Regions from separate parts of the Mus musculus genome. Here regions 1, 2, 4, 5 and 6 are each linked to region 3. Evidence: chromatin contacts called from public Hi-C, HiChIP or PLAC-seq and promoter capture Hi-C data. All regions are on one chromosome and are shown on one strand. Each heading gives the region's core, a stretch centred on a gene start, on an enhancer-like site or on the middle of the called end of the contact. The rest is flanking DNA. Distances are from core to core; before and after follow the strand shown. Region 1 holds the start of Zbp1 (Z-DNA binding protein 1). Region 2 has its middle 4.7 kb from the start of Gm36337. Region 3 holds the start of Rtf2 (replication termination factor 2). Region 4 holds the start of Spo11 (SPO11 meiotic protein covalently bound to DSB). Region 5 holds the start of Rae1 (ribonucleic acid export 1). Region 6 holds the start of Gm40011.

Region 1 (4,902 bases), core at 191-2,690, 780 kb after region 3:
ATCTTCCAGATGCCTGCCTGCCAACTCCAGAAGGCTTCCTCCCAGAGCCCTCCACCCCTGCTAGCTACCCAGCCTCCTCCTCCGTGTCTAACCCTGAGGATCCCCAAGTTCCACCTCATGTCCCTTCCAGCACGTCTGTCTGCTTATCCATGAGTCTGCCTCTACCTTTCTTTCTTTCCTCTTGTGACAAAGTCTAGCTCAGGCTAGCCTGGAACTCATAGCAATCCTCCTGCTTCAGCCACAGCCCCACCCCAGGGTGGGGCTGGGGGTGGGGGTGGAGGAGGAGGAGGGTGTTGGGGGAAGGATTATAGCACTGAGCATCTATTCCTGACTTGGCTTTGCCTTGCCTTGTAAAACCTTTGCTGGGGAGTGTGCCCTGTAGTGGCCTCTCCTTCATTCCTTTCTCCCACTGGCCCCTAGGGACACACAAGGCAGGCCAAGCCTTCTCCAAAGGGTGAACTTGAAGGACTGGTTGCAGGGTCTGAAAGTGGGACTTTGGAAAGCAGAAGGCTGCAGGTGACAGGCTGGAAAGGTTAGCAGTGAAAGGAAACCATGGGAACCAGGTGACCTTAGTTCTGGTCTTTGCTTGGCTCCTCCCTGATAGCTTTTGAGCAACCACTTCTAGTATGTTGAAATAAGAAATGATTTTCAGCTGGGCGTGGTGGCGCACGCCTTTAATCCCAGCTCTTGGAAGGCAGAGGCAGGCGGATTTCTGAGTTCGAGGCCAGTCTAGTCTACAGAGTGAGTTCCAAGACAGCCAGGGCTACACAGAAAAACCCTGTCTCGAAAAAACCAAACCAAACAAAAGCAAACAAACAAAAAACAAAAATGAAGTGCTTTTCAAAAGATGAAGAAGAAAAGCAGTGAACTAAATCCTGCCCACAGCATGGCAGCCTCACACAGCCCTGCACCCCGCAGCCTCCCATAGCCCAGAAGCCCCTAGACAGGGTATGTAGTCTCAGCAAGGGTTCAAATAGGGCAGGAGAAGAGCTTGAATGTAAAATCAAAGTCACATCTCCTTATCAAAGCAAAGTCCTCTCTTGAAATGACAGTTCGGAGCCCGAGGGCTGTCACAGGCCTTGGTGACCTCATCAATGAGGTAAGGTGACATGAAGGATCTGGGGCACAGGATCCTTGAAGCAAGCTGACTTCCCTGTGGTGACCTCAGAATCCTGTTGCTGTCTGGGCCAAGGAAAGAGCTAGGAGCCTTAGAAACATCAGCTGGGACCCACGCGAGGTGAAGGAAGAGGTTTAGCTTACCTCCTGTGCTCAAGTCAACAGGAGCTTCTGCCATGCTCACAGCAGCCTTGGGGCTCCTTTAGGGCAGGGGGTGGCAGTTTCTGGCACTGTGGTCAGGCCTGGGGCTCTGAATCCACAGGCAAGAATGGCTGCTTGGACCTGCAGGCACCAGCTGTTACCATCCCGGAAACAAATACCCATCTGGCTCCATCCCCTCCCCGCCCTCCAGCTTTTCAAAGAAAGAGAAAATGAAACTTTGGTGTGGTTCTCGGAAAGAAAGGGTGTCGAAATCGAAATTGAAATCGGGGTGGGTGAGCAAGCTGGAGTTGGATGACTGTGTGACAGAGAAGAGAGGAGTCTTGGCCTCTGGGGTGGAGACTGGTCTCCCACCGGGAGAGCTCTATCTGAAGAGAACTCTGTGAAAGCCCTGTGAGGAGGAAGATAGATCTAGGAAAAGGCACCTACTGTGCCTCCCCCACATGCCCACAGGCAGGTGTAGTACCATCTACTCACATACCTTCTAGAAAAAGAGCCCCTTTTCTCACTTTCATAAATTCTCAGTGACCCGTGAACAGCTCAGACACTTCTCTGTTCCATATTACGTAAGAGGGGATCGGGGCTCACAGAGATGGCCTTGTGTCCACCACTCAGCTCACAATAATCCCAGAATCTGGGTCCCGGCTACAGGGTGGAGGTGGGGTGAGTGCAGAGGCCATGATCTTGGGACCTCTGTACCTGTCTGGTGTGCAGGTCACTGGTGCACAGGGCAAGACAGCAGCAGTCGTTGGAGACTAGAAGGAGGTGATGTGCCTGGAGGATGTCTGCCAAGCAAGCAGGAGGTGGCAGGTCCCCAGTCAGCTTCACCTTACAGAACCTGAAAGGGTCACCAAGGGACCAAGACCAGGCCAGGTCTACACAGCTTAGGATGGGCCTGTGCATGGGAAAATATTAACATTTCCAAGTGATTTTTTTATGACTTCCAGGGAGGAAAAACAGTGCCTGCAGAGCCAGCCAAGGAAAACAGAAACCGCACTGCCTGTTGCCACCCAAAATAAATAAAGTCGCTTTTAAATGAACTCTCAGCTGGCCCCATTGAGGGACACTGCCCAGGTTCCCTAGAGGCGCCATTTGAAAACTGACCACTAGGTGGCGCATGCTCACCAACCGCCTCTTGCCCAGGGGGTCTTGCTTGGTCCCTAACCAAGGTGGCTCCAGACTTAGCAGGGCTTCAGGACATGCCCTCCTCACTCCTTTCTTCAGCATTTTCCTCTTCCCTTCCCTTCCCTTCCCTTCCCTTCCCTTCCCTTCCCTTCCCTTCCCTTCCCTTCCCTTCCCTTCCTTACATTAGCTGACCTGCCTGGAAGGAGTCAGAGCCTCCTAGGTCAGTGACTCTCAACCATCCTAACTCTGCACGTCGTTGTGATCCCCACCATAGAAATGATTTTCATCAACACTTTGTAACCATAATTTTGCTATTGTTATGAAACATAATGTAAAGATCTGTGCTTTCTAATGGTCTTAGGTAGCCCCTGTGAAAATGCCACTTGACTCCTCCAGAGTACTCTACACATAATAAAGAAATGTTAAAAAACAAAAGATTTATTTATTTATTTCATGTATATGAGTGCTCTATCTGCATGTACCGTGTATACCAGAAGAGGGCATCAGATTCCCTTACAGATGGTTGTGAGCCACCATGTGGTTGCTGGGAATTGAACTCAGGACCTCTGGAAGAGTAGTCAGTGCTCTTAACCACTAAGCTATCTCTCCAGCTCCAATAAATAAATTCTTTTTAAAAAAATTGAAAAGGAAATCTTTTTTAAAAGAAAGAAAAGAAAAAATTCCAAACTAATTGCCAACATTGGTCCTACCGTCGATTAGATGGCACAGATGTGCCTTTTTGTTGTTGTTATTGTTGCTGCTCTTGTTTGCAACAGTTGGCAGACACCCCAGACTTGGTGTTGTCGGTCAACCCAGGTTCTTTTTTATCCTGTTGTTCTGCCATTTGTAGCCTATATATGGGTTTGCCTTAAGTTTTAGAATGGTTGCTGGAATTTTACCTATCTTGTGTGCAGTCCTTCTTAGAAGAAGGAGTAAGGGACGGGGAGCGGGGAGGGGAGGGGGGAGGGGGGAGTAGCTTCAGTTGTCTACTGAATACAGAGCTACCTGAGGGAGTCTCCATTGAGAGAATGCCCAGAGCTGATTGGCTGTGGACACGGTATGAGAGAATATCATGATTGATGACTGACTCGAGAGAACGCAGACCACTGTGGGCAGCACCGTTCCTAGGCTGGTTGTCCTGGGCTGTACATCAGAAAGCTGGGTGAGCATGGGCCGGTAAGCAGCCTTCCTCCGAGGTCTCTGCCTCAGGTTCTAATGTCACTTCTCTACGTGATGGGGCTGTGAAGCTGTAAGCTGAATAACTGTGTGTGTGTGTGTGTGTGTGTGTGTGTGTGTGTGTGTTCCGTGTATTACAGCAGCAGAATGGAATGAACACAGTAGATATCTCCCTTTGGAGAACACACCTTGCAGGCTGCACATACTTTCCACTAGTATCCTATCAGACAGGACTGAGTCTTACCATTCTGTCCCCCATGGAAAGCTGGGGAAGGAGGTCTGTATCCCTGATCACTGTGTACCCAGATAAAATTGGGGTTGCACTACTTCAGCTCACAGTGATACCTATCACGGCAGATACTGGCAGAGACCTAAGTGGCCTTGCAAATCCAAGGCTCTTCCTCAAAGAGAGAGCAAGGACTTGTCTCTTTGTGTCTGGCGGTGAGACCTTCCCCTGCACCACACAGCACCTCCCAGCCTCTTTCTCTAGCAGATCCTCGGGGAGAGGGCGCTGGCCAGATGCCTCAGCGAGTAAGAGCACTGACTGCTCTTCCAAAGGTCCTGAGTTCAAATCCCAGCAACCACCTGGCAGCTCACAACCATCCATGCCGGGCAGTGGTAGCCCATGCCTTTAATCCCAGCACTAGGGAGGGAGGCAGAGGCAGGTGGATTTCTGAGTTCGAGGCCAGCCTGGTCTACAGAGTGAGTTCCAGGACAGCCAGGGCTACACAGAGAAACCCTGTCTGGAAAAAGGGAAAAAAAAAAGACTCAGGGAGAGGAGGGCGTCTGGGAGCTAGCTCTGGTCAGGGGTGACTGGTGACAGGGTGTCTGTGGGCCCTAGCTAGAGCAAAGAGGAAAGATCATTTATGTAAGATGTGTTGAGATGACAAGCTTTTCTGAAGTCCTGTGGAGGTGTGGGTCTTGTAAGGCAGAACAAACTGTGGGCCTCAGTGTCCCTGTGTCCACTGGGCACATTTGGGCATCTCCCCTTGTTGGCCCTGGGCCTTGAACAAGGCCCTACTCTTTATGGGTCTCAGCTTCCAGTTGATACTGGGGACTGGCTGCATCCGAGGTACCTTCAGAGATCTGAGCATGGGGCACAGGCCATTTGTCTCTTTGTCTCTGTCCCTAGCTGTCCCTCTGTGTGACAAAGCCATCTTATTTGTCTCCCTGGTCACTTACCAAAGGGTTTAGACAACTGGTTTGTCAGTGGTGTGTGAGACCGGTCCAGGACAGGAAGCCTAGGCACCCACCCAGGCCCTCAGAGAAACGATTTCCCAGAACGTCATACGAAGGCTAGAGATGGCTTCCTTCTGAGTTGGGAAA
Region 2 (4,529 bases), core at 1,442-3,941, 610 kb after region 3:
CAGGCATGGTGGCACACGCCTTTAATCCCAGCACTTGGGAGGCAGAGGCAGGTGGATTTCTGAGTTCGAGGCCAACCTGGTCTACAAAGTGACTTCCAGGACAGCCAGGGCTCTACAGAGAAAACAAACAAAAAAAAAGAACACTGAGTCACATATACACACCAGGGGCCAGGGTTTGCCCTAAGCAGCCGCAAGCATGCGTGGGGAACAGAGCCCGGCTCCCAAAGGGAACAGCATTCCAGGCAAGGGCTCAGCAATGAGGGAGTTCTGGGATGCAGGGGCATCGAGAGGGAGAGTGGGGAGGGGGAGGGGTGTGTCCTCTGTGGCTGAAGCTTGGTAAGAGGAGCCAGGAAGACTGAAGAGTCAGTGGGGCCCTGCCGGAAGTGATACATGTGACATACATGTGACATACGGTGGCTCTGGTTTCCCAGGGACTCAGGAAGAAAGCCCATGACAGTTCCCAAAGGACTCTGCCCTTGACAGCCAGAGTCTCCCCACTTGTGCCTGGTCTCCTTTCAGCTGCTGGGAATGTATCGCCTAACCCTGGGGTCCCTGCTCACCCTGGCCTTCCAAGAGCCTCTCCTGGCTGGTGAGAAAAGGCTCCTTCCTTCCCAAGCTTTATTCGGACTAAAAGCACCGAAGACCTGGCTGGGGACCTTCCCTTCCACAAGAGGCCACTGCTCACAAGAGTCTGCGTCACAGGCCAGACTGGGACGAGCTCTTGGGTATAGGCCAGCCTGCCTGGTACCGCCCCAAGTGACCTGAGGACACGGGCCAAAAAGTAGCCATTGAACATGCCAGCCTCCAACCCCCACAAGGCCCTCAGGAAGGACACCGAGTCCCCAGCTCCCTGGGAGCCTCCTGACCCAGCGGCCCAGCTACGGAGAGCTCACTCCTCTCCAGGCAGATGAACTCGGTGCCAGCCCCGCTCTGTGTGACCAGGCAGGACTCCACATCCTTTCTCTCTGTAGGCTCTGGAGGCAGCCCCTCCCATTAGAGGACCAAGAGTCAGAGAGGGCGTGTGACATGCACACGGTGACTCAGTGGACAGGATTCATGTCTTTCTGCGTTGTAGACAGTCTTTTCAAGGCCGTTGTGTTGGCTGTCTCTCTGGGACACGGCTGCATGTTCCATGTACATGTGATCTCACGTGACTTCATGCGACTTCAAGTGACTGTCCACATCGCCAGATCATGAGGATAGGGGGTACAAGCCTGCGTGGCACGCTGGTGATTCTGCCGTGCACCCTTCATGCGGTCAGGACTCCATTGTTTTGCCATAAACTGAGTGAACGGCCGTGCAGACTCTTTGGAGCATCTCGCTTGCCACGGGTGAATTCCAGGACGGAGTTCCAGAACAGCGAGGGTTACACAGAGAAACCCTGGCTTGAACAGAAAACAAAAAGAACAAAACAAAATCAAACAGGGCTGGTGAGATGGCTCAGCGGTTAAGAGCACTGACTGTTCTTCCAGAGGTCCTGAGTTCAATTCTCAGCAACCACATGGTGGCTCACAACCATCTATAGGGGGATATGATGCCCTCTTCAGGCAGGCAGATGTATATGCAGCAGAGCACTCATGCATTAAATAAATAAAGTTAAAAAACAAACCAAAACAAAACAAAAAACCCAAATTCAAACAAAAAGAAGCAAACTTGGAGTTTATGAAGAGATTTTTAACACAGACGTTAGCACAGGTGGTAAGGGGAAAGACAAGAGTCCCTTAGGAAAAGCTGAATACAACCTCTAGAACCGTGGATGTGTGCTTCTCGAGAGACCCGTGGGATGAAATGTGTATAGTTTCAGTTTTAGGTGTATTTACTTTTATTCACAGGTATGTATGTGTGCCTGAGGAGTGTGTGTGCATCATGTGTGTGCCATGACCATGGAGGGCAGAAGAGCTCTTGGCCCCCTGGAACTGCAGTGACACACAGTGGGTGCTTCGAACAGAACCAAGACCCTCTGGAAGAGCAGCCAGTGCCCTTAGCCACTGAGCCATCTCTCCAGCCCTTGATGTCTTTACAGTAGCCATGTATCGGAATTGGGGGCTTCTGCAGCTCCCTCTCAAAGGGTGTTTGAGAGTCCACTGATGGGATTGTGGGGTGAAGCCGTGGCCACAGGAGGATGTGTGCATTGTGAACAGTTCAGAGTCTGCCTGTGAGGTCCTCAGAGCAATGTAAGTTTACTCCTTGGAAAGGAGTCAGGTTATACACAAAGGTCATATATACTTAGGCCTTAAGCACAGCTCGTTGCTATTTTAACATCCCCCCCCCCCCGAGACAGGGTTTCTCTCTGACTCCTGAAACTCTCTCTGTAGACCAAGCTGACCTTGAACTCCTGCCTCTGCCTCTCAAGTGCTGGGATTAGAGGCATATGCCACCAACCCTAGGTGACTCCTGGACGCTTGCCCTTAAGAGGCTTCGCCCTGGTTCCAGCTTAAGGGACTCCCTTCCCTACCCACACCTCAGTCTCTCTGTCCTGCCCAGAGCCTCTAAGCTGGTTCAGAGCACAGGGACCACTCTGCTCTCGGGGGTTCACTCGGCGAACCCTGCTGTCCCCAGGAAGCACCCAGACACCCCTGCCTCGCAGTGAGGGGTTCATTTCTCCATTTTCTTTCCTGGGGCTGACAGTGCTCACCGCCGAGAGGGCTGAACCTCTGGTAATCAAAGCCACCACTTCCTTGCACAGCCTTTGGCTATATTTAGAGCTACAGCCTCTCCGGCTCAGAGTCCGGGCGTGGCTGGGCCTGTGGCTCCTTCCTGAGCTGAAAGGAAGTTCCCACCTGCTTCCCCTCGTGCCTAGGCCAGGGGCACCTGCAAGCTGTGCTAGCAGCAGGCTGCACAAAGCACCCAGCCTCCTGTGTCTCCAAGCCTCCGGAATCCTGGACTGAAGGAGGGAGTGCAGCCAGACCGTTCTTTCCTCCAAGGACCCTGTGTTTCCTGAGGGTCTTCCAGACCCACGACGTGGTAGACCCAGGGCAAAAGAGTAGGGGACCTAGATAGGGCCCCTGACCTTGCGAGGCCAGAGCACAGTTGTGGGGGAAGTGGAAGTTCAAACCACAAATGGTAATTTAAGAAAAAGCCAGGGGCTGGGATGCGGCTCAGTTAGTAGAGTGTCTGCCTAGCATGTGCTTGCCTCGGTTGGATTCCTTATGATGCATAGACCGGGCATGGTGCATAGCTATAACCAGGGCACTGGGGGTGGGGGTGGCAGGAGGGTCAGAAGCTCAAAAGTCAACTTTGGCCCCATAGAATATGAGGCCACACAGGCTTGACCATTGGGAAACTTTGGAGTGTTTTTTTTAAGGGGAGGGGACGATATGGCTCTGCCTGAGTTTGATCCTAGGACCCACACAGTGAAAAGCAAAAACTGACTCCCAAGAGTTGTCCTCTGACCTCCACATTCACAACAGGGCTTGGCCTACCTAATAAGTAAATAAATAAATGTTTTTTAAAAAAAAATTGGGGGAGAGGGGAGCAGAGATCTCTGGTCAGTACCTCTGGAACCCAGGAGTGTGTGGGAGGAGCTTGAGGCTTAGAAAAGTATGGTGTGGTGTGGTGTGGTGTGGTGGGGTGTGTGTGTGGGGGGGGGTGGGGTGGATAGGACAGGGGCTGCCTGGCAATTGGCCAACAAGCTGAAGACTAGGTGGCTTCAGCCTAGAGAAGCCTCTGTGGGTCACCAGGACAGGAGTGACTCCAAATATGGAGAAAGAGCCGCTCTGCCACCCAGAGAGGCACCAGTCATGCATGGATGGTCGCTCTGTCTGGTTAGGTTCGGATGACTGGGAGGGAGCAGAGGCTGGAGGTGTTTGCAGTAGTCCAGGGCGTCTCCCAGGGAGTCAGTCCCCGACACCAGTGAAATCTGGAGCCATAGTAAGCACAGATGACCACCTGCTGGAGGCCAGGGACACAAACACCGCAGGGGCCAGGACAGTCTCCAAATGCTGGAAAGCTGGGGTGGAAAAGGCTGGGTTTTGGAACTATGGGGGGTGGGGAGGAGTGTGCATGGCTGTGTGGGGACCCAAGGCAGACAGGATGGATGTGAGTGTCTCTCACCCAGGAAAGTGACGCGCTCCACACTCGAGTACTGGTGGCTTCCAGGAGTGTGGCAGCGATCCCACCAGCATGGGCACCAGCAGGGTGCATGGGTGCCTACAGGACTTGGATCTTTAACTCACACCCATGAGGTGGCAGAAAGCTATGCAATGGTGGGACTCGGGGTGGGGGTGGTGAGTCAGGACCTCCTGCCCACGCAGCATCTGACACAAAAGATGACTACGGAAGAGAGAAAGGGTTCCGGCACCGTAGTGAGTTGGTGGAGTGGCTTGCTCTGACCTCTGGCCTCTGGACTTCCAGGAGAGAGACGGCTGGGGTGGTGGTCCCTGCAACCAGGAAAAGCACCTGATACTCCCGTGGCTCTGGACTTGCTGATCCAAGAGCAGGAGACAATTCCTTTGTCTCAGCCTTGGTGGCTTTGGTTTGTCACGACCAGTACCAGTGAAGAACTCACTCAGTCACGGGGTGGGAGGGTC
Region 3 (4,367 bases), core at 560-3,059:
AAAGCCTTGGGGGGCATAACTGGGTGTGGTGGTGCACAACTGTGATCCCAGCATTGAAGAGACTGAGGCAGGAGGATCAGAAGTTCAAGATCACCCTTGGCTACACAGGCACTTCCACCTTTCCGCAAACCACCACCACTGCCAGACTATGTTTCCCTAAGGACAGAATACCTGTGAGCCTTTGGGGTTCTCTGAACCTGCACACTCCTCTCACCCCTAAACCGGGGCAACACAACCATGGCAGGAAACTAAGAGAGCCAGTTCCTAATTTTGTACTTAATTTTTGTTTGTTTGTTTTGAGACAGGGTTTCTCTGTATAGCCCTGGCTGTCCTGGAACTCACTCTGTAGACCAGGCTGGCCTCAGACTCAGAAATCCGCCTGTCTCTGCCTCCCAAGTGCTGGGATTAAAGGCGTGCGCCACCACCACCTGGCTTTAACCTTTGATTGATCTCTGCATTTTGTGGCAAGTTGCATCCTTTGAGCTATGAAATTTCAGAAGCCACAAAATCAGATGCAGAACTACTGTTAAGACACCTACGTGTGACTCTCTCCCTTGAAAGAGCCATCGACAAGTTGAGGGTGTTTAGTGTCATAAAGCTGAAGGCACAGTAAGTCACTTCTTAGGCCTGCAACCACCTAGGATCCCAGGAGCATTGGAGTCCCAGAGGACACAGCACTCCCCTAAGTGAGGGTGAAAAGGCAGAAAAGATGGTCATCTGAGACTATCTGGTCACTTTAAGCAGTGTGGGCTTCAGAATGGCCACCTTGCAGGACTGGTGTAGACACAGAAATGAAGGAGGCCATACTTATCCCAGGACTGCTCACTTATGCATACCATTTGCCCCTGTTGTTCCTCTGGGCCTACAGCTCATGTTAGTACCCCAAAGGCAGACTAGGGGGTCACTGAACCCCTTATTTGTTCTCTTCCCAATATGATCACCCTCCCCTTTCTCTGTCTGCACTAATCTCTGTAGCTGGTACAATGGGATGAGTGGCTACTCTAAGCTTGTTGGAGACACTGTAGCCCTAGCTTCTGCCCAAAATACATCTGGATACAGGGTGGAGAGGCGCTCAGTGGCTAAGAATGCTTGCTGTTCTTTGAGTAAGCACAGGATGGATTCCCAGAACCCCAGCAGCTCACAACCATATCAACTCCAGTCCCAGGAAGATAGAACACCCTCTTCAGGCCTCGACAGGCATCTGCAGTTAGGTAGCGCACAAGCAGGCCCACCCACCACGTCTTTTTTTTTTTTTTTTTTTTAATTTTATGTATTTGAGTACACTGTAGCTGTCTTCAAACACACCAGAAGAGGGCATCAGATATCATTATAGATGGTTGTGAGCCACCATGTGGTTGCTGGGAATGGAACTCAGAACTTCTGAAGAGCAGTCAGTGATCTTAACCACTGAGCCATCCCTCTAGCACCCACAACGTCTTTTCTTTTCTAAGTCTGGATTTAAAATACATGAGAGGTAGCTGAGAAGACAGATTCCGGCCATCTCCTCCTTAGACTTACAGCACTACTGGTCTGCAAAAATGCCAGAGACGCAGACCTCGGGACAACCCCGACAAATGTTCTCCCGTCCTCCCTCAGGCCCAAGCTTACGGAACCACAGAGGAAAAAACAGGGACCGCCCACGACCGGAAGTGGACGCACTCCAAGGATGCTCCAGCACGTCGCCCTGAAACCACGCCCAACTCCCGGACAAGATTTTCAAGACAATTGGTGTGGACCAAGGCCTCGCGCGGCGACCCCGCCCCTTTCGCGGCGCGCTGGTTGTGTGCGTCATCAAGGAGCGCCGGAAGTAGGTAGGGTTTCGCCAGAGACCCCGGAAGCGACGGCTTCTCGTCTTTGCTAAGGCTTCTGGTTTTTGCTACGGTTTCTGATTTCGGCTTTGGGATGGGTTGCGACGGAGGCACCATCCCCAAGAGGCACGAGCTGGTGAAGGGGCCGAAGAAGGTCGAGAAGGTCAGTGGGGACTGCGGGCTGCGGGGCTCGGGATGAACGGTGGTCACAGCGCTTGTGGAGGGTTTACTGTTTGCAGGCACTGAACAGTACGGTTAGACTGGGATCCTCCCCACAGACGCTGTGTTGATTTGAAACATTAACGTTGAACGGGACGGAGACTGGAGAGCTAGTTAGTGGCCCAGCCAGGACTGGAACGTATCTGTAGCTAGCGACGATCACGGTGATAGATGCTATTTATGGACTTTGTGTGTTTTTGTGAAAGGCTCTCACAGTGTGGCCCTGGCTGGCTGGGACTCCCACCTCTGCCTGCTGAGCACTGGGATTAAAGGTGTTGGCCAACAGGCCTTGGTATTTGAATAATACTTTTTTTAAAAATGTTTTGTGTGTGAGTGTGGTATCCAAGGAGGCCAGAAGAAAGCATCGGACGCCCGGGAGCTAGAGCTACAGGTTTTTGTGAGCCATTAATCTTGGCTGTTAGAACCAAACGCGGATCCTTTGGAAGAGCAGTACACAGGCTTAACCACGGAGCCATCTCTCCAGCCTGAGCTTTGTGTATTAAAGTCTCCCCAAACCATTCCCCTTTGTGAAGTCACACCCTTCTTAAACTAATTATCAGCTCTTAGCACTCTGAATTGGTGGTTGAGCCCAGCTGATGGTCACGTGACTGCAAGCTCCTCCTGGTGAACTCTGTGCACTGTTTTTCTTCCAGAACTAGCACAGTTTCTGCCACAGTGAATATTTTTGAATAAATGCGTGGGCATTCTGTAAATCTTACAAGACATTGAGCAAAGTGTGTACTTAATGGATGGGAAATTGAATGCCGCAAAGTTAGTTAACACCACTGACGTGGCCTAGAGTCATGAACCACTGTCCCCATCCATTTATGTGCATTTCAAAGCTAGTGTTGATGATGACTGTTTAATAATAGAAGGCACAGAATGCCCCCGATACAGTTCCCAGCACGGGGAGAGAATGCCCCCGATACAGTTCCCAGCACGGGGAGGATCATGTTTCCTGATCCAACATTCAGAGAACTTTGGGATGGGAGGTGAATCCCATCCAGTGTTGTACTTAAGACACTGCATAACTTCCTGACACATCCCTAATAAACTCCATTGGGTCCTGTGTGAACAAACCTCTGCTTGTCTTTTTGCCCTCTCTTCTGCCCCTCTTTAGCTCTTTCACTCTGTTCTAGATACCATAGACCTTGCCCCAGCGTCCTGAACATTCCTCACTCATAGTGACATCATGACTTGGGGGGGAGGGGCCACTTGAAGCAAGGTCTTGCTGTGAGGTAGCCCAGGCTTGCCCCAGCCCCCGGAGTGCTGGTTACAGTGTGTGCTGCTTGGCTCTTTCCCCTCATTTGTCCACCCAGCCTTCACCACAGTCAGCTGCAGTCACTCTTTAGGCCCGCCCCCTCTGCTGCTTTCCTTTTTTTTTTTTTTTTTTTTTCTATGATCCCTGCCTCTGTGGTTATCGACTATGTATCTCTCTCTCCCATGTGCTCTGGGATCCTTGCATGTCTTAGCTCTGCAGTCTATAAGATGTTTCTGCACATTATAGACATCCACTGAGCATATGTTGAAAGTCTGAGGACAGAGTGCCCTCGGACCAGGCCAACATGTCACATTCAAGTGTGCATAAAGTATTCATCTTACTGTTGTTGTCTTGTGCCCAGGGCTGACATGGAGTAATGGAAGAGTTGGCAAAAAACAGCCAACCACACCCAAACAATTAAAAACAAACAACAAACAAAAAACCCTGATCTTAGAAGGGTAACGAAAAGAAAGAATGATCAGGAAGAGTAGTTTTTATTAACCCATTTGTCCAAGTACTTATAAAATGCTTGTTATATATACAATTCTGGGACCTAATGGCAAATTATCCCTTCTAGAGCTTCCATTTGAAATGCCTGTTATGAAGTAATCATATAGATATGGGGTAGGGATCTGCCCCTGTCTTGGCAACACAGCCCCTAAGTCCCATGGAAATAACACTTGCCCTAAGTGAGATGTGTGGTGACTTTTTTTTTTTTTTTTTGAAATACAGTGTCACTATGTAGTCCTGGCTGGTCTGGAACTCTCTGTAGATCAGGCTAGGCTCCAACCAATGGAGATCCATCTACCTTTGCCTCACATGCTGGGATTAGAGGCGTGCACGACCACATCCAGCTCGTGGGGACTAGATAAGCTCCTGGTTGGGGACCAGTCACCAGAAAGACAAAATCGTGATCAGAAGTTGACACTTGTTTTTCTATTTTTGCTCTTTCTCTCTTTCTTTCTTTCTTTCTTTCTTTCTTTCTTTCTTTCTTTCTTCATTTATTTATATATACATGAGTTTATTTGCACCATGTGTATGCAGGAACCTGAATATATATATAGAGTGCCCTGAAACTG
Region 4 (4,453 bases), core at 448-2,947, 540 kb after region 3:
TGCAGCTCTCAACCTTTCTGAGCCCAGACTCTCCATCCAGAAAATGAGGGTGAGTTTTCCCTACTCATTTCAAGTGTACCTATCTCCTGGTACACTTACCTGAGGTTCGCCCGTTTGTGTTCAGTTGCTGCATCTCCTTGGGCTGAGGGCTTCCTGAGGACAGAGACCTAGCTCCCTCATCCCTCTGGTAACCAGCACTGCATAGCACATGAGAGGCAACAGGAAGGAGTGTGATAATGATAAAGAAAGGCTCTTCACACAGGTCTCACACACACACACACACACACACACACACACACACACACACACACACACACACGCAGTGTTGGCTTTTAGCCTAGGCTCCACTCCATAGTTACTTGGCAATAGCCAGCTGGGCCTGACTCATTATAAAAGGGGTTGCTTGCCCCCTCCTCTCTCTCTCTCTCTCTCTCTTGCTCTCCTGTCCTTGCTCTCTTCCCCTCTTCCCCCTCTTTCCCCATTTCCCTCCCCCCTTCCTCCCCCCCATGTGCTCATAGCCAGCCTCTACTCCTCTATCCCCACCCCCCCTTTCTCTCAACTCCCTTCCCCATCCATGCCCTAAATAAACTCTATTCTATACTACAGAATAGTATAGGGAAGTGTGGCTGGTCCCTCAGAGGGAAGGGATGCCTCAGCATGGGCATGCAGAGAGGAGGCTGTTATTTCTGCCACTAGACTATTAGAAATAAAAACTATCAACTGGGGCCTGTGGTCAGGTGGCTCTCACGGGATCAGTCCCAGCATCTCTCATACACCTTGATTCAAGCCACTTTGGTCCAGTCAGTTTTTTACCTCATCCCAGTCTCTCTTTGTTAAGGATACGGTTCTAAGAGTCAAGGCTCCTCTAGGACTTCAGAAATCCCACCTTCTGCTCTAGAAGGCTCAGAGAGAATAAAGCGAGACATGTCTTACCGTAGGTCTGCAAGGAGAGGAAGTGATATTCACGCTATTAAGGCTTAGGATGGAAATACTATTTTCAGATAAGCAACAACTTTTTATATATTTTTAAAAATTCACTTTTTTTAAAAAAATATTTTTATGTGTGAGTACCACATGCATGCAGGAACCCACAGAGGCCAGAGGGCATGAGGTCCCATGGAAGTGTAGTTTTAGGCAGATATGAGTTGCCTGGCGGGGGTCCTAAGAAATGAATGAACCTAGGCTCTCTACAAGTGCATTAAAATTCTTAACGCCGAGCTTTCCCCAACGACAATCTTCTTAATAAAAGCAAATCCCAAACATGTTTTGGACAGTAAAAAGCCTTTAATCCCGGCACACAGGAGGAGGCAGGTGGAGAGGACCTGGTACAGAGGCAGGAAGCCAAACCAGGCAGAAATGTTTCCCTTCTCCCATACCTATCCCCAGGTCCATGACCGTCCTAGTGAAAAGTTGTAATTATTACCTCCCCAAATGACCCCCCAAAAGAGCTTTGCAAGTATTATTTCCCCTAAGTTATCAGACCAAGAAAACCTCGACCCCAGAGATCTGCATCTGAGAGCTTCATGTCCTCCCTGAAGGGTAGTGTGTGTGTGTGTGTGTGTGTGTGTGTGTGTGTGTGTGTGTGTGTGTGTGTGTGTGTGTTGGGGGGGCGCCTCAGAGGCCCCTGCGCCTGCGCACTCTGCTCCGCGGGCTGTCCCGCGGTCAGTGGTGCAGTGCGCATGCGCGTGGCTAGAGCGCGGAAAGGTTCGCAGGGGCAGGAGGCCTCAGAGCGGCTCCGCATCCGCCATTATGGCGTTCGCGCCTATGGGGCCCGAGGCCTCGTTCTTCGACGCCCTGGATCGGCACAGGGCTTCCCTGTTGGCCATGGTGAAGAGAGGCGCAGGGGAGACCCCTGCCGGGGCCACCCGCGTGGCCTCTAGGTACAGCAGCTCGGCAGGGCCATGGAAAGCCCGGGAAGGTTCCTCGTGGCGCCGAGGTGGCCTCCGTGGGGAGAGCGTCGGAGGCCACGTCCGAGCCCCGAAGTCGGTGCTCCCTAGTGCTCCCTGGTGGTGACCGGGACCCTGTACACACCAGATGTTTTCTAGAATGTTCCAGGCGCCCCGCTCTGGCTTAGTTCCTAGGTTTATCAGTGTCCTTTATAGTCAGAGAGCTTGAGACTTGCTTTGGATTTATGGGGCTTTGTCTTGTTTTGTTTTGTTTGTTTTTGTTTTTGTTTTAAATGAAAGCTGGGCTTTAATTTCAGCACCGGGAGGCTGAGGCAGGCAGGTTTCTGAGTTTGAAATCAGTAGTTCCAGAATAGCCAGGGCTGTTAGACAGAGAAACCCCATGTTGAAAAAAAATTGTGTGTGTGTGTGTGTGTGTGTGTGTGTGTGTGTAAAATAGGTTTGGGAGTGAGGGATAGAAGAGGAAAGAGAAAGTGAAAAGCGTTTACTCTCTGAACTACCACTAATTAATTTCTCAGAACTAACAAGGACATCATCACATTTTAAGTAATTTATAATAAGACTTTTTTTTTTTTAACCTGAAGGGAACAGATGAACATATTGTAAGTAATTTCTTCACAACCAACTACAGAGACTCTCCTACGGTTCACCTGACTATATCTTGACCTTCAGTATTTGTCTCAGCCTATTCCAAACTTTGAAAAAAATTGTGTTAGAAAATAGTAAATGTTTTAAAATCCATTTTCTGATCTATCCCCCCCCCCACATACACACAGTAGAAACGTTGAGAATTGTGTGGTTGTTAAAACTCAACATTTTGCCCATCTTCTTTGTTTAGCTTGGCTTTCCTCCTTAGGCAATGTGCCAATGTTGCTTAAAATGATTGAGATATATATTTTTTTTAAACTGATGGTTTGTGAAATTAACAGCCAGCTGGAGAAAGCTGGGTTCAGTCTTGATATTTTGTGGTAAAGAGGCATGATTTTTTTGTGGCCAAGTGAACTATTTAGTACAAAATTCATTTTTTTTTCTTTTCTTGTAGTGATTAATTTTTTTCCTTTTGAATCATTACAATTTAAGATGGTTAATTTTTAGTCATGATATCAATTTTAGGGCAATGTGCTATAAGAAAGTATGTATGTGTGTGAGAGCGAGCGCGCTTGCTCACTTGCAGGAGCGTATATGTGTGTTAATGTTTCTGCATTGAATTCTTGGGAAGGAAGTTCAAAGCTAGTCTTACATCATCCTCAGTTAAAACATTTTTACAGTAGTATTTCAAGCCAAGTCTGTATTGAAGTTCAGCGACATTGAAGTAAGTTAATGTGAGCAAATAAAAAATGTATTTGTAAGTTATATTAGCTCGTCATTAATGCAAAAGGGTTCTTTGAAAGAGGAATTTACAGGTAAATCTAATTTTTTGTAAGTAAGCGCTATGAGAACAGTTGTTGGAATCCATGCCAAGGTAAGAATTTGGTAAGAGAGATGGTTACTGACATGTGTTTGCAAGGCTTAAAGAGACAAACAGAAGCGAGGAGGGGTGGTCCACATCTGCAATCCCACCATCCAGGAAAGCAAGGGAGGATTGTGGGTTTGAGGCCATTCTGAACTTCATGGTGAGTTCCAGGTTAGCCTTTGCTACCTTGTGAGACCTTGTCTCCAAAAGCAAGACAAAACAAAACAACAAAAATATGATGAAATAAAGAAATTGTGCCAGGTGGTAGATGTCCATGCCTTTAATTCCAGCACTTGGGAAAGAGAGGCAGGCAGATCTCTTGAGTTTGAGGCCAGCCTGGTCTACAGAATGAGTTCCAGGACATCTAGGGCTCCACAGAGAAATCCTGTTGGGGTGGGGATTGGGAGGTTGTCTTTGTATTGATCTGGGAGATGTTACATGGTATAAAATTAGATCTTACTGTGTTTATTGTTTCAGTTCTGAGGTTCTTACAGCTATAGAAAATATTATCCAAGACATAATCAAAAGCTTGGCAAGAAATGAAGTGCCTGCCTTCACAATAGACAACAGATCGAGCTGGGAAAACATAATGTGGGCATTTTGCAATTTTATTTCTCTGTTTTAAAAAGATGTGTGTTCGTGCTCCTGCGTGTGTGTGTGTGTGTGTGTATGTGTGTGTGTGTGTGTGTGTGTGTCTGAAAGTGCATGTGCCTGTGAGTCTCCACGGAAGAGGATGTCAGATTGCCTGGAGCTGGAATTACAGACTCTTAGGAAGCCACCTGATATTGAATACTGGGAACTGAGCTGAAACTCAGTCCTATATAAGAGCAGCAAGCACTCTTAGCCCAGCCAGCTCTCCAGCCCCTGAAGTCTCATTTATTTGAGACAGAGTCTCACTATACTCCCTAGCTGGCCTGGAACTCACAATGTAGACCAGGCTGGCCTCAAATCTCCCTGCTGGGATTAAAAACATGTGCCACCAGGCCTGGCCCCTGAAGTATTTATTTATTTATTTATTTATTTATTTATTTATTTAATATGTGTACACTGTAGCTATCTTCAGACACACCAGAAGAAGGCATCAGTTGTGAGCCAC
Region 5 (4,468 bases), core at 1,298-3,797, 560 kb after region 3:
TATCTCCTGAACAGAAGGGATTCCTGGCTGTATCTCAGAACTCTCTGGGAAAGTAGGAAAGAATAATTTCCTGAGTTCCACCCAAGACCTACTAAATTTGAGTCTTTTGAGTGCAGCCCAGGCATGAAGGTTTTTTTTAAAAGCTCTCTGACATTAACAGCCTTGCTGGAATTCATTGGTGGGGTCTTTGGTCCAAGAACCCTAGCTGAGAAGGTGGTAGAAATGTGGTTCCTCCAGCCTGCCCCAGACCTATCGGGTCTGCATTTCACATCACAGATCTAAAGCTCTTTGAGAGAAGGTCATGAGGACCCAGGACACATAAGCAGCCTCACGCGCTCGGTATTTTCTCAGTAACTGGCAGGCTCTGAGGACACTGGGGCAGGACCCACGGTTCATAGTCCGCAGTCTGTGAAACAAGGGGATGGAGGGGGTGGATGGTAACGAATGCTAAAGCTGGGGGGGAAAGATGACCTTTCTGCCCGACATGATCTCCCCGTGGCCTGCGAGGTTGATAACTATCTGAAGCTGGCTGCATAGGCTGCAACACCACCTGTCTTAGTTACAGTTGCCACTGCCGTGATTAACACCATAAGCAAAGCACGCTGGGGAGGAAAGGGTTTATTCTGCTTAGGCGTCTACATCACAGGTCATTAGCAAAGGAAGTCAGGGCAGGAACCTGGAGCAAGAGCTGATGCAGAGGCCATGGTGGGATGCTGCTTACTGGCTTGCTTTCTGTGGCTTGCTCAGCCTGCTTTCTTATAGAACCCAGGGATGGCCCCATCCACCATGGGTTGGGCCCTCCACCACTGATCACTAATTAAGGAATTGCTTTACTGTCTTGCGCACAGCCTAATCTTATGGAGGCATTTTCTTAACTGAGGTTCCCTCCTGTCAGATGACTTTAGCTTGTGTCAAGTTGGCATAAAACTATCCAGCACACCCCGCAGGACTATAATGCAGTGCTGCAAGGGCCATGGCCCTAAAGGGAACTGTGCTGTTTGCTGCTTGATGGTTGTGGCCGTTACTGTAAAGCCTCTTTGGTCACTGTCAGCTGCCCTCACTAAGGGTGTGCTGTGCTGGCTAGTTAATGAATTCTTTAGACAGGGATCACAAGGCTGGGGAGACAGAGGAATCAGTCTGGGCGGGTCCTGGGAAGGTCATAGTAACAATGCCCTGTGAAACCAACCTAAAGGAGCCCTCTACTCTGGACCCAACTCTTCCCCTGAGCCCCAACAGGAATAAACACGACGACGACAAACCAAACACTATGTACGCTAACTAAACCTTGTTATTTGACTTCTCAGGGGATGGGAGTAAGTAGATGATCACCAAGTGTCCTAGACAGGCCTGTTTCCTCTGTGTTGTACTGAGGTCCCTTAAGACAGGTAACCAGCGGCCAGTTTTTATTCCATTGTTCTGTAACCCTGTTCCTGCCTTACATTTTTAAAAATTGTTTTGGAGACAGAACATTTCTGTGTAGTTCTGATTGGCCTAGAACTCACAGAGACGCCCCCCCCCACCCCCTGCCTCTACCTCCTGCGTGCAGGGATTGGAAGGCCTGCCAAGTTGCCCAACAAGGAAACTAATTTTGTAGGGACCAATCACATTTTGTTCTTCCTCACTGACACTTGTCCTTTCTCTCTCTCTAAAACCGCTTTCCCTGATTGGTTCATTGGAACCCCCATTCTGGAATCTAGCTAACTATGTTGTCATTTTATCTGACACCTTAAACACTCTATGTGGAATGTTTCATAGAGCAGGACTTTTGTGTTTCAAACAGGCTTAATACTGACCTATTAGTACATGGGGCTCAGTAATTAAGTGTACTTGTTGCTCTTGAAGAGAGCCATGGTTCGGTTCCCAGTACCCACATGATGGTTCGACTATCTGTAACTCCTGTTCCAGGGGCTCCTACACAGTTTTCATGCCTCCCCAAGCATGTGGTGCATATACATACACACAGGGACAACATCCATGCACGGAAATAAATCTTAAACATCTCAGGGAGTAGGAACCATTCCCCTTATCATACCGCTCGGGATGTTCCAAGTAGGCAGCCTCTCAGAGGACAGTGCTAGATCTGAGCTGGGGAACTCTTTTTTTGTTTGTTTGTTTGTTTGTTTTTTGTTTTTACATGTATATGAGTATGTTGCCTGAAGAAGTTTAAGCACCACTGCGTGCAATGACCACAGAGACCAGAAGAGGGCGTCAGTTCTCCAAGAACTGGTGTTGGTTCTCTTGGACCTGTGAGCCGTCCAGTAGGTGTTGGGAATAGAATCTGGGTCTTCCCCAAGAAGCCACTGCTCTTGGCCGCTGAGCCATCTCTTCGGCTCCACGATCATCTTTAGACGTTTAAACAACAATCAATATAACGATACACACGCGAAAACAACGCCCTCTCTCAACTAGTTGCCTGGCAACTGCGCTGGCCGACTTTCCACAAACGCACAACTGCTGGCATAAACACTTCCTCTCGCCCTCAGCAGGGCTTCTGCGCATGTGCGCCCGCCTTGAGAGGGGCGGGACGCCGTGCTCTGACGCTTTCCGGGCAGTCCCGGAAGTGGCTCGTGGCGCGTGCGCGGTGCTTCTGTGGTAACGGGGCAGTTTCCACCGGCTTGAGGCGGACGACTCGGCGGTCTGGGGTCTCCCGGCTGCGCCCCCTCTGCCCCGCGCCAGAGCAGGTCCGTGGCTTCGGGCCCCGCCGCGTGCGTGTTCCTCAGGCGGCCGCCGCGCTCCCTCCGGGAAGCCCGGGCCCGCGTGAGGAGACCGAGCCCCTCTCTGCAGCCGGACCCCGTGCGCTCCGCTAGGTAGGCCGGGCCTCTCCGCGTGCGCACACCGCCCAGGCCACGGGGGTGAGGGGACGGTGGGGGACCGCGGCGTGCGCGGATGGGAGGGGCACGGCCGAGCCGGCGGGCGTGGTCGGACGCTTGGGAGCAGCCCGAGCTAACCCAGTCAGCCAGGAGAAAGGCCCCTGAGAGCTACGGGAGCTGGAGAGATGGCTGCGCTGCCTGCCAGAGGTCCGACCGCCTCTTCACCCCCGCTGCAGGGCACCCGGTACGCCCTTGCTCTTCTCACGTGCGCATGGTGATCTGAAACTAAGTCCTCAAGTAAATTGCACGGGAGAGGAGCGTGCGGATCCCAGCACACACTGGGGGTCGTTTCGTTTCCTAACTCCAGGATGGAGGAGTTAGTTTTTCCGGTGAAAATCAAGACTAACTCACGCTCCGGAGAAACATAGCCCTGGCTGCGTGTCTGTGCATCCCTCTCCCTGTACAGACAGGCTTGTAGTCCTCAGCCCCGAGAGTTGTCTCCCGAGCCGTCTTCTGAGACGTGAATGTGCACCTTATGGTGGCTCTGACACATCGTGGCTGTCTCGAAGGCAGCAGGAGTCAAATGCGCTCCCACAGTTCCTTGCAGTTTCCCTTTCCTTGTTATTTTAAGGAAGCGACCCTCATTAGGCTGTGGATTGCTCGGGCCTTAGCCTCGCTTTTGGAGAGGTGGCTGACTTGGTGGAAGTCTGGGTTTTAAGAATTTGCTTTTTAGTAACAGCTTGAAATGTGGCAAAAGCATATGGGAGTCTGGAGTCACAGTGCACAGATGGTTTCCTTGGCAACGACACAGTTGTCAATTACATTCAGTGTTAGACCGTGCAAATCCTTTTCTTTAAATGGGCTCTTTTGTAGACCAGGCTGTCCTCAGATTTCTGTACAGTCAGGGATGGCCTGCTCCTCCTGACCCTGCCTCCCAAGTGCAGAGATCACCTGTGCCAGCTCACCTGACTAACCCTAAACTTTCTCTGCCTGTTGTGTGTATGGCCATGCATGCGTGTCACAGTCCACATCTGGGCAGAGGACAACTTTGGAGTTCTCGCCTGCCTTTCTGTTGGTTCTGAGGGTCGAACTCGGGTTTCCAGGCTTGCACACCAAGTGTCTTTACTACCTGAGCCAACTCACCAGCCACAGAGGAGCCTGGAGAATGTGCACTGTTGTTTCAGGACAGCCGGAAGATGAGGCATGGCGAGGGACGGTAGGGCCCGGTAGACTGCCACGCTCAAGAAAGCAGTGCTGACTATCGATGGCTCCAAGTCTACACCGTCACACCAGACCTTCAGTACTCAGTGGGCCAAAGTAGATTGCTTTGGATTGTTCTTTTCTTTTTTGGTGTTTTGAGACGGGGTCTCTGTGTAGCCCTGGCTCTCTTGAAACTCACTCTGTAGACAAGGTTGGCCTCAACTCTCAGAGATCCGCCTGCCTCTGCCTCGCAAATGCTGGGATTTAAAGGCATGTGCCACCACTGCCTGGCATGAACTGCTTTTCTTAAAGCCCTGAGAAATTGTGGAACACCTGCCAGAACTGGTTGTTCTTTCTAGGTAACATCATGTAGACATTGACCTAAAATAGAGAGGAAGGGGGACCCTGGGCACAGGAGGCCCCTCTGCCCACTGCTGGGTGCCCAGTGTGCAGTTCTG
Region 6 (4,858 bases), core at 2,019-4,518, 650 kb after region 3:
TGTCCAAAGAGCAGAAAGTTCTAGAATGTCCAAAGAGCAGAAAGGAATGAGGCCAGTTGGAAGAGCCACAGAGGTGTCCCTTTGCTCTGTTCTGAAAGCTTGGGGGTTGGGGGGATCTAGCAGACCTCAGTCACCTGCTGCAGGAAGCGGATGCTCAAACTGTCACCAGTGAGTGTCACTGACGGTTTTGCAATGTCCGGGTTTGCCTGTGTCTCTGTGGAGGGGAGATGGGTTCACAGCCTGGTGTGCCTCTCTCTGTGCCTCTCTCTCCTTCCCCCTCTGTTGCTCCCTCCCTTTCCCCTCTTCCTTCCCCCTTCCCCACTCCTCTTGGGAGTTCTGGTAGCCCTGAGTTAGGTTCCACCCCATGTTCTAGAATAGCTGGTCCAGGAGCTGGACACTGGGTTTCTTCAAAGGTCCCAGAGTGGTGCACACCTGTAATCGCAGCAGTCAGGAGATGCAGGTTGGAGGACCAGGAGTTCAAGGATAGCCTCGGCCACGTAGGAAGTTTGAGGCCAGCATGATCAACAAGAGACTCTATTTCAGAAAACCAAAACCACACGATGACAAGATGTTTCAGTAAGTAAAGACCCTTGGTGCCAAGACTCATGACCCGAGTTCTGTACCTGGGACCCACGTGACGCCCGAAGGGAGCCCAAGCTGGGCGTAGAGGCACACACCTTTAATCCCAGTGCAGAGGAGGCAGAGACAGGCAGAGCTCTGTGATTTTTGAGGCCAGCCTGGTCTACACAGTGAGTTCCAGGACAGCCAGAGCTGAAGTGGGAAAAGCACCCACACATTCTTTTTCTTTAACCTTCCCTGGGGACTTCTAGCACCTAGCCAAGCTTGCAGATTGCTGTGGCTTCTAGACGCTGGGGGCTCTTGGAGGGCTGACATAATCAGAAGCCCTTTATCAAGCAGCTTTTACCGTCTGGGAGCTCCCTCCAGGGGCCAGGAAGGGCGGGTCACTGAGAGAACAGAGTGAGAGGAAGGGGGCTGTGCAGAACTGGGGAGCCCTTCTGAGGTGGGGTTGCTCTTTTCCAATCACCAGCGCCTCTGACCCTGTGTACTGCCTGCTGCCTCTGACTCGATTCACTCATTCTGTGAATGAGAATGGCCCCTCCCCTGCCAGGCTCACGTGTTTGAGTATTTGGTCCCTAGTGGTTAGAACTGTTTAAGAATTAAGAGGTGTGGCCTTGTAGGAGGAAGGGTGGAGGTGGAAGTGGTGGGCGGTGTGTGGGGGTAGGGGTGGAATTTGAAGTTTCAAAAGCCCACACAGTCAGTTTCTCTCTCTCTCTCTCTCTCTCTCTCTCTCTCTCTCTCTCTCTCTCTCTCTCTCTCTGCCTCCTCTTGTAGATAAGAACGTAAGCTTGGGACTGGAGAGATGGCTCAGTGTTTAAGAGCACTGGCTGCTCTTCCAGAGGACCAGGGTTCAATTTCCAGCACCCACATGGGACACCTGTCTGTAACTTCAAGACCCAACACTCCCACACCGACACACACGCAGGCAAACACCGATGCATATTAAAAAAAAAAAAAGATTTAAGCCCTCAGCTGCTGCTCCAGCACCACCCTGCTCACACACCTGGCTGCTGCCCTGATCCCTGCCGAGATGGTTAGGGCGGTAAACCTCGGGAGTCGCCAATTAAATGCTGTCTTTTAAACTTTGCTTTGGTCACGGGTCCTTGGGAAGAACTCTGGAAGAGCTCTTCACCACTGAGCCATCTCTCCAGCCTCTCAAGACAGGAGAAATTTTTATATCATTGGGATTATATAAATAATATAAACAGGTAAACAAGTAAACATTTACTGATAATAAATCATAGAGACACTTATTTTAATGTCTTTGATATTTATATAATTTGGCAACCCCCCCCCCCCCCCTTTAAAAACAGGGTCTGACTATGCAGTCCTGGCTGACCTGAAACTCTATGTGTAGACCAGGCCTGCTTTCCCCTGCCCAGGTGCTGGGATTAAAGGCAGATACACGGCTCCCACCCGTTACTGCTTAGTTTCCATAGAAATGTCAATCTCGGGTGTCCTTCAGTTACTGTCTACCTTCGTTTTGAGACTGAGTCTCTAACAGGGACCTGCCATTTACTGAGTAGGCTAGACCAGGCTAGACCACATGGCCATCCAGCCCCAGGGATCTGCCTGTGAGTTCTGGGATCACGAGCACCAGCCAGCAAGATCAGCTTTTTACATACGTGTGTGCTGTGCTCAGTCTCAGCCTTATGTTTGCACGGTGAGTACATACCGCCTGAGCTGGCGCTCCACGTCCAGGTCATGCGACAACAGAGGCTCAAGAGGATATGGCCAAGATGAGGTTGGGAGACACCTCCTCCCAACCCCCACCCACCCCGAGTCCCGCAGATGACCCAGGCTGTGGTCACATTCTGAGTTTGCTGTCTTTCTCCATTCACCTACTCCATCATTCATTGGTTCAAGGAGTGTTCAGTTGCACCAACATTGTCTCCCACGCTGAGGTCGAGGCATCTGCCCCTGCCCTCCTCAGTGGTGGCTGCAGCCTCATTGATCGGTAGATCTTGTAGGTGTGGATCGGGCACCATGATAGGAGTGTTAGGTTGAATCTTAGATCTCCCTCAAAAGGCTTATGAAGTTAGTGGTAGATGGTAGAACCCTCAGAAGGTGGGGTCCTTGTCCACCCATGGTGGCCCATGCTTTTAGATCCAGCACTTTGGAGGCAGAGCCAAGATGATCTCTGTGAGTTCAAGGCCAGCCTTGTCTATATAGCAAGTTCTAGGCCAGCTAGAGCTACTCAACAAATACCCTGTCTTAAATATGGGTGTGCCCTTGAAGGGATGTGGGCCCTACCGTCCCCTTTTCTCTTCCTTTCTTGGGAGGCAGAGAGAGCAGGGTCTTATATTAGCTCAGGCTAGCCTCAAACTCACTACCGAGCTGATGATGTCCTAGAATGTGTGATTCACCTGCGTCTACCTCCCCAGAGCTGTGTGCGTCACCACACCTGATTTTATGTCGTGTTGGGGAGCAAACCCAGTGTGTCCTGAATGATGGGCAAACATGCTACCAAGTTGCCCACATCCCCAGCCCCGATTTTCCTATTCAAGATGAAAGCTGGTTAACATCACACATTAACGAGATGGACGTTTGTCTAATGTAGCGCAAAGACTGGAATGAGCAACTGGATGTAGGGAACACAGGAAGCAAGTTCAGACTGAGCCACCTGGAGTGGGGGTGGGGGCTTTCCCTAGGCATACCAGCGCAGAGTGGGTGGGCCCATCCTCACCACATCCTGAGCCTCTGCTGTCTGAAGACTCAGAGGAGCTTAGAGAGATGGCTCAGGCAGTAGCAGTGCCTTACAAGCAGGAAGACCTGAATTTGACCCCCAGGACTAACGTAAAAAGCGTAAAAAGCTCATAACCCACCACCTGGGACGCAGAGACGGACAATAGCACTCGCCACGTTTGCAGGGGATCCAGGTTCAGTTCCCAGCATATACCTGTGTGTGTGCGTGTGTGTATGTGTGTGGTTTTTTTCAAGACAGAGTTTCTTGGTGTAACCCTGGCTGTCCTGAAACTGACTCTGTAGGCTAGGCTGGCCTTGAACTCACAGAGATTCACCTGTCTCTCCCTCCCAAGTGTTGGGATTAAAGGTAGGCATACCACTGTCCGTCTATAAATAAATCTTTAATAGTAATAATGATGATAATAATAATAATGATATAGTTTGTGAACAGTTGAAAAAGAACCAACCAAGCAAAGGTGGACAACACATGAGAAGACACACGACACATGAGGTTGACCCCTGGCCTCCTCTTGTGTACCCACAGACGCTATTGTGCCTCACTCATGGGCTGGTGCCCAGGTCAGTGAGGTGACACTGGAGACCGTTGCAGAAGCTCCTGGCCTAGAGAAATGCTGAGGCCTGCCGGTCAGCACCAATAACGGCAGCAGTTATTAGTCTGCTGTGCACTATCTATCGCCTCAGCCACTGTCCCTGCGGACAGGCAACACTGGCTTTCCATTTCCAAGAAGCAGTCTTTGGTTGTGTCATTTTATTTATAAAACTCACGCATGCATGAGTGTATGCATGCGCGTGCGTGTATGTGTGTGTGTATTACATGAGCACACCGTCGCTGTCTTCAGACACACCAGAAGAGGGCATCAGATCTCATTACAGGTGGTTGTGAGCCACCATGTGGTTGCTGGGAGTTGAACTCAGGACCTCTGGAAGAGCAGTCAGTGCTCTTAACCACCGAGCCATCTCTCCAGCTCTTCTTTCTGGTTTTTGCCTAGGCTGTCTTTGAATTTACTATGTAGTCAAGGATGTCCTTGAACCTCTGCCTCCACGTTCTGAGATTACAGGCCTGGCCCCAACACTCTGCTCATGGTGGGAGTTGAACTGGGGCTTTGTGCTAGGCAAGCACTCTGTCAGCTTGCTAGTATGTAGCTCAGGCTGTCATCAAACTCACGATTCTCCTGCCTCAGCTTCTTCAGCATTTGCCTCCTGGGCTGCAATACAAGCTACTAATTTATATATATATATTTTTCGTTTTAAGACAGGAATTGAAGGTAAGTCTCAGAACCTGACCCCAGGGTGCAGTCCAGATCTGGGAATTAAGCCGAGTATCTGACCATCTGGGAAGGCAGCTTCTGTAACCTGCGTCTTGTCACTTAGAATGGCCGGGGCTGGTCATTCCACAGTGTCGATGCCATCTAGACAGACCAGGCTGTGGAAGAGAACAGGACACTTTGTCTGCATTCCTGAGATCCCCTCACTGTCGTCCAACCGTACTGCGTGCGGCTTCCACCCCAGACCTGGCTGGTATTTTTAGCTTGCAGCGAGCGCTTGGCACCCTGCACGGCCCTGAACACTGACC

Evidence for each region. Promoter capture Hi-C pulls out the DNA fragments that hold promoters and counts their contacts. Hi-C and Micro-C count contacts between places; a contact is called where the count stands out from the background. HiChIP or PLAC-seq counts read pairs in DNA pulled down with a chosen protein or histone mark.
Region 1: a promoter capture Hi-C map of pre-B cells shows a contact between it and region 3, with 3 times the contacts expected there. The contact joins the promoter of Zbp1 here to the promoter of Rtf2 in region 3. A contact is called at or near these places in 2 of 39 promoter capture datasets (liver and pre-B cells) and 1 of 115 datasets of contacts at active chromatin or transcription factors (memory CD8 T cells).
Region 2: a promoter capture Hi-C map of pre-B cells shows a contact between it and region 3. The contact joins the enhancer-like site here to the promoter of Rtf2 in region 3. A contact is called at or near these places in 5 of 39 promoter capture datasets (the C10 cell line, the HPC-7 cell line, cranial neural crest and 1 more), 2 of 115 datasets of contacts at active chromatin or transcription factors (forebrain and large pre-B cells) and 1 of 9 other capture datasets (embryonic stem cells).
Region 4: a contact with region 3 is called in a promoter capture Hi-C map of pre-B cells. The contact joins the promoter of Spo11 here to the promoter of Rtf2 in region 3. A contact is called at or near these places in 4 of 39 promoter capture datasets (the C10 cell line, the HPC-7 cell line, cranial neural crest and 1 more) and 3 of 115 datasets of contacts at active chromatin or transcription factors (embryonic forebrain, large pre-B cells and memory CD8 T cells).
Region 5: a Hi-C map of rod photoreceptor shows a contact between it and region 3, with 5 times the contacts expected there. The contact joins the promoter of Rae1 here to the promoter of Rtf2 in region 3. A contact is called at or near these places in 5 of 39 promoter capture datasets (the C10 cell line, cranial neural crest, maxillary cranial neural crest and 1 more), 4 of 484 Hi-C or Micro-C datasets (muscle stem cells, natural killer cells, neutrophils and 1 more), 6 of 115 datasets of contacts at active chromatin or transcription factors (embryonic basal ganglia, embryonic forebrain, embryonic midbrain and 3 more) and 2 of 9 other capture datasets (adipose tissue and pancreatic islet).
Region 6: a contact with region 3 is called in an H3K27ac HiChIP or PLAC-seq map of T-cell acute lymphoblastic leukemia, with 4 times the contacts expected there. The contact joins the enhancer-like site here to the promoter of Rtf2 in region 3. A contact is called at or near these places in 5 of 39 promoter capture datasets (the C10 cell line, the HPC-7 cell line, hippocampal neurons and 1 more), 1 of 15 datasets of contacts at CTCF or cohesin (large pre-B cells), 6 of 115 datasets of contacts at active chromatin or transcription factors (the 230-238 cell line, T-cell acute lymphoblastic leukemia, double positive thymocytes and 3 more) and 1 of 9 other capture datasets (liver).

The regions. Positions count from the first base shown.
Region 1 is chr2:173,217,482-173,222,383 of GRCm38.p6, forward strand. It overlaps Zbp1 (Z-DNA binding protein 1), which reads right to left and starts at 1,441. Exons shown (of 8, transcript NM_021394.2): 1 at 1,261-1,441. The coding sequence starts at 1,294.
Region 2 is chr2:173,044,015-173,048,543 of GRCm38.p6, forward strand. No RefSeq gene overlaps it. Among named protein-coding and RNA genes, the nearest start is that of Gm36337, 4.7 kb to the right of the region's middle. Within about 2 kb of position 2,692, at least 135 of the 459 cell types and tissues checked have an H3K27ac peak or open chromatin away from gene starts, as enhancers often do. A contact at or near this core is called in the HPC-7 cell line and pre-B cells, where this site is marked.
Region 3 is chr2:172,438,769-172,443,135 of GRCm38.p6, forward strand. It overlaps Rtf2 (replication termination factor 2), which reads left to right and starts at 1,810. Exons shown (of 9, transcript NM_025542.2): 1 at 1,810-1,971. The coding sequence starts at 1,903.
Region 4 is chr2:172,978,145-172,982,597 of GRCm38.p6, forward strand. It overlaps Spo11 (SPO11 meiotic protein covalently bound to DSB), which reads left to right and starts at 1,698. Exons shown (of 13, transcript NM_012046.2): 1 at 1,698-1,880; 2 at 3,835-3,948. The coding sequence starts at 1,750. Gm52538 (a long non-coding RNA gene) reads right to left here and starts at 976. Exons shown (of 3, transcript XR_003953974.1): 1 at 934-976; 2 at 100-197.
Region 5 is chr2:172,997,570-173,002,037 of GRCm38.p6, forward strand. It overlaps Rae1 (ribonucleic acid export 1), which reads left to right and starts at 2,548. Exons shown (of 12, transcript NM_175112.5): 1 at 2,548-2,807.
Region 6 is chr2:173,082,738-173,087,595 of GRCm38.p6, forward strand. It overlaps Gm40011, which reads left to right and starts at 43. Exons shown (of 6, transcript XM_011239899.1): 1 at 43-168; 2 at 414-576. The coding sequence starts at 518. RefSeq lists an enhancer at 3,910-4,858. Within about 2 kb of position 3,269, at least 25 of the 459 cell types and tissues checked have an H3K27ac peak or open chromatin away from gene starts, as enhancers often do. A contact at or near this core is called in T-cell acute lymphoblastic leukemia, where this site is marked.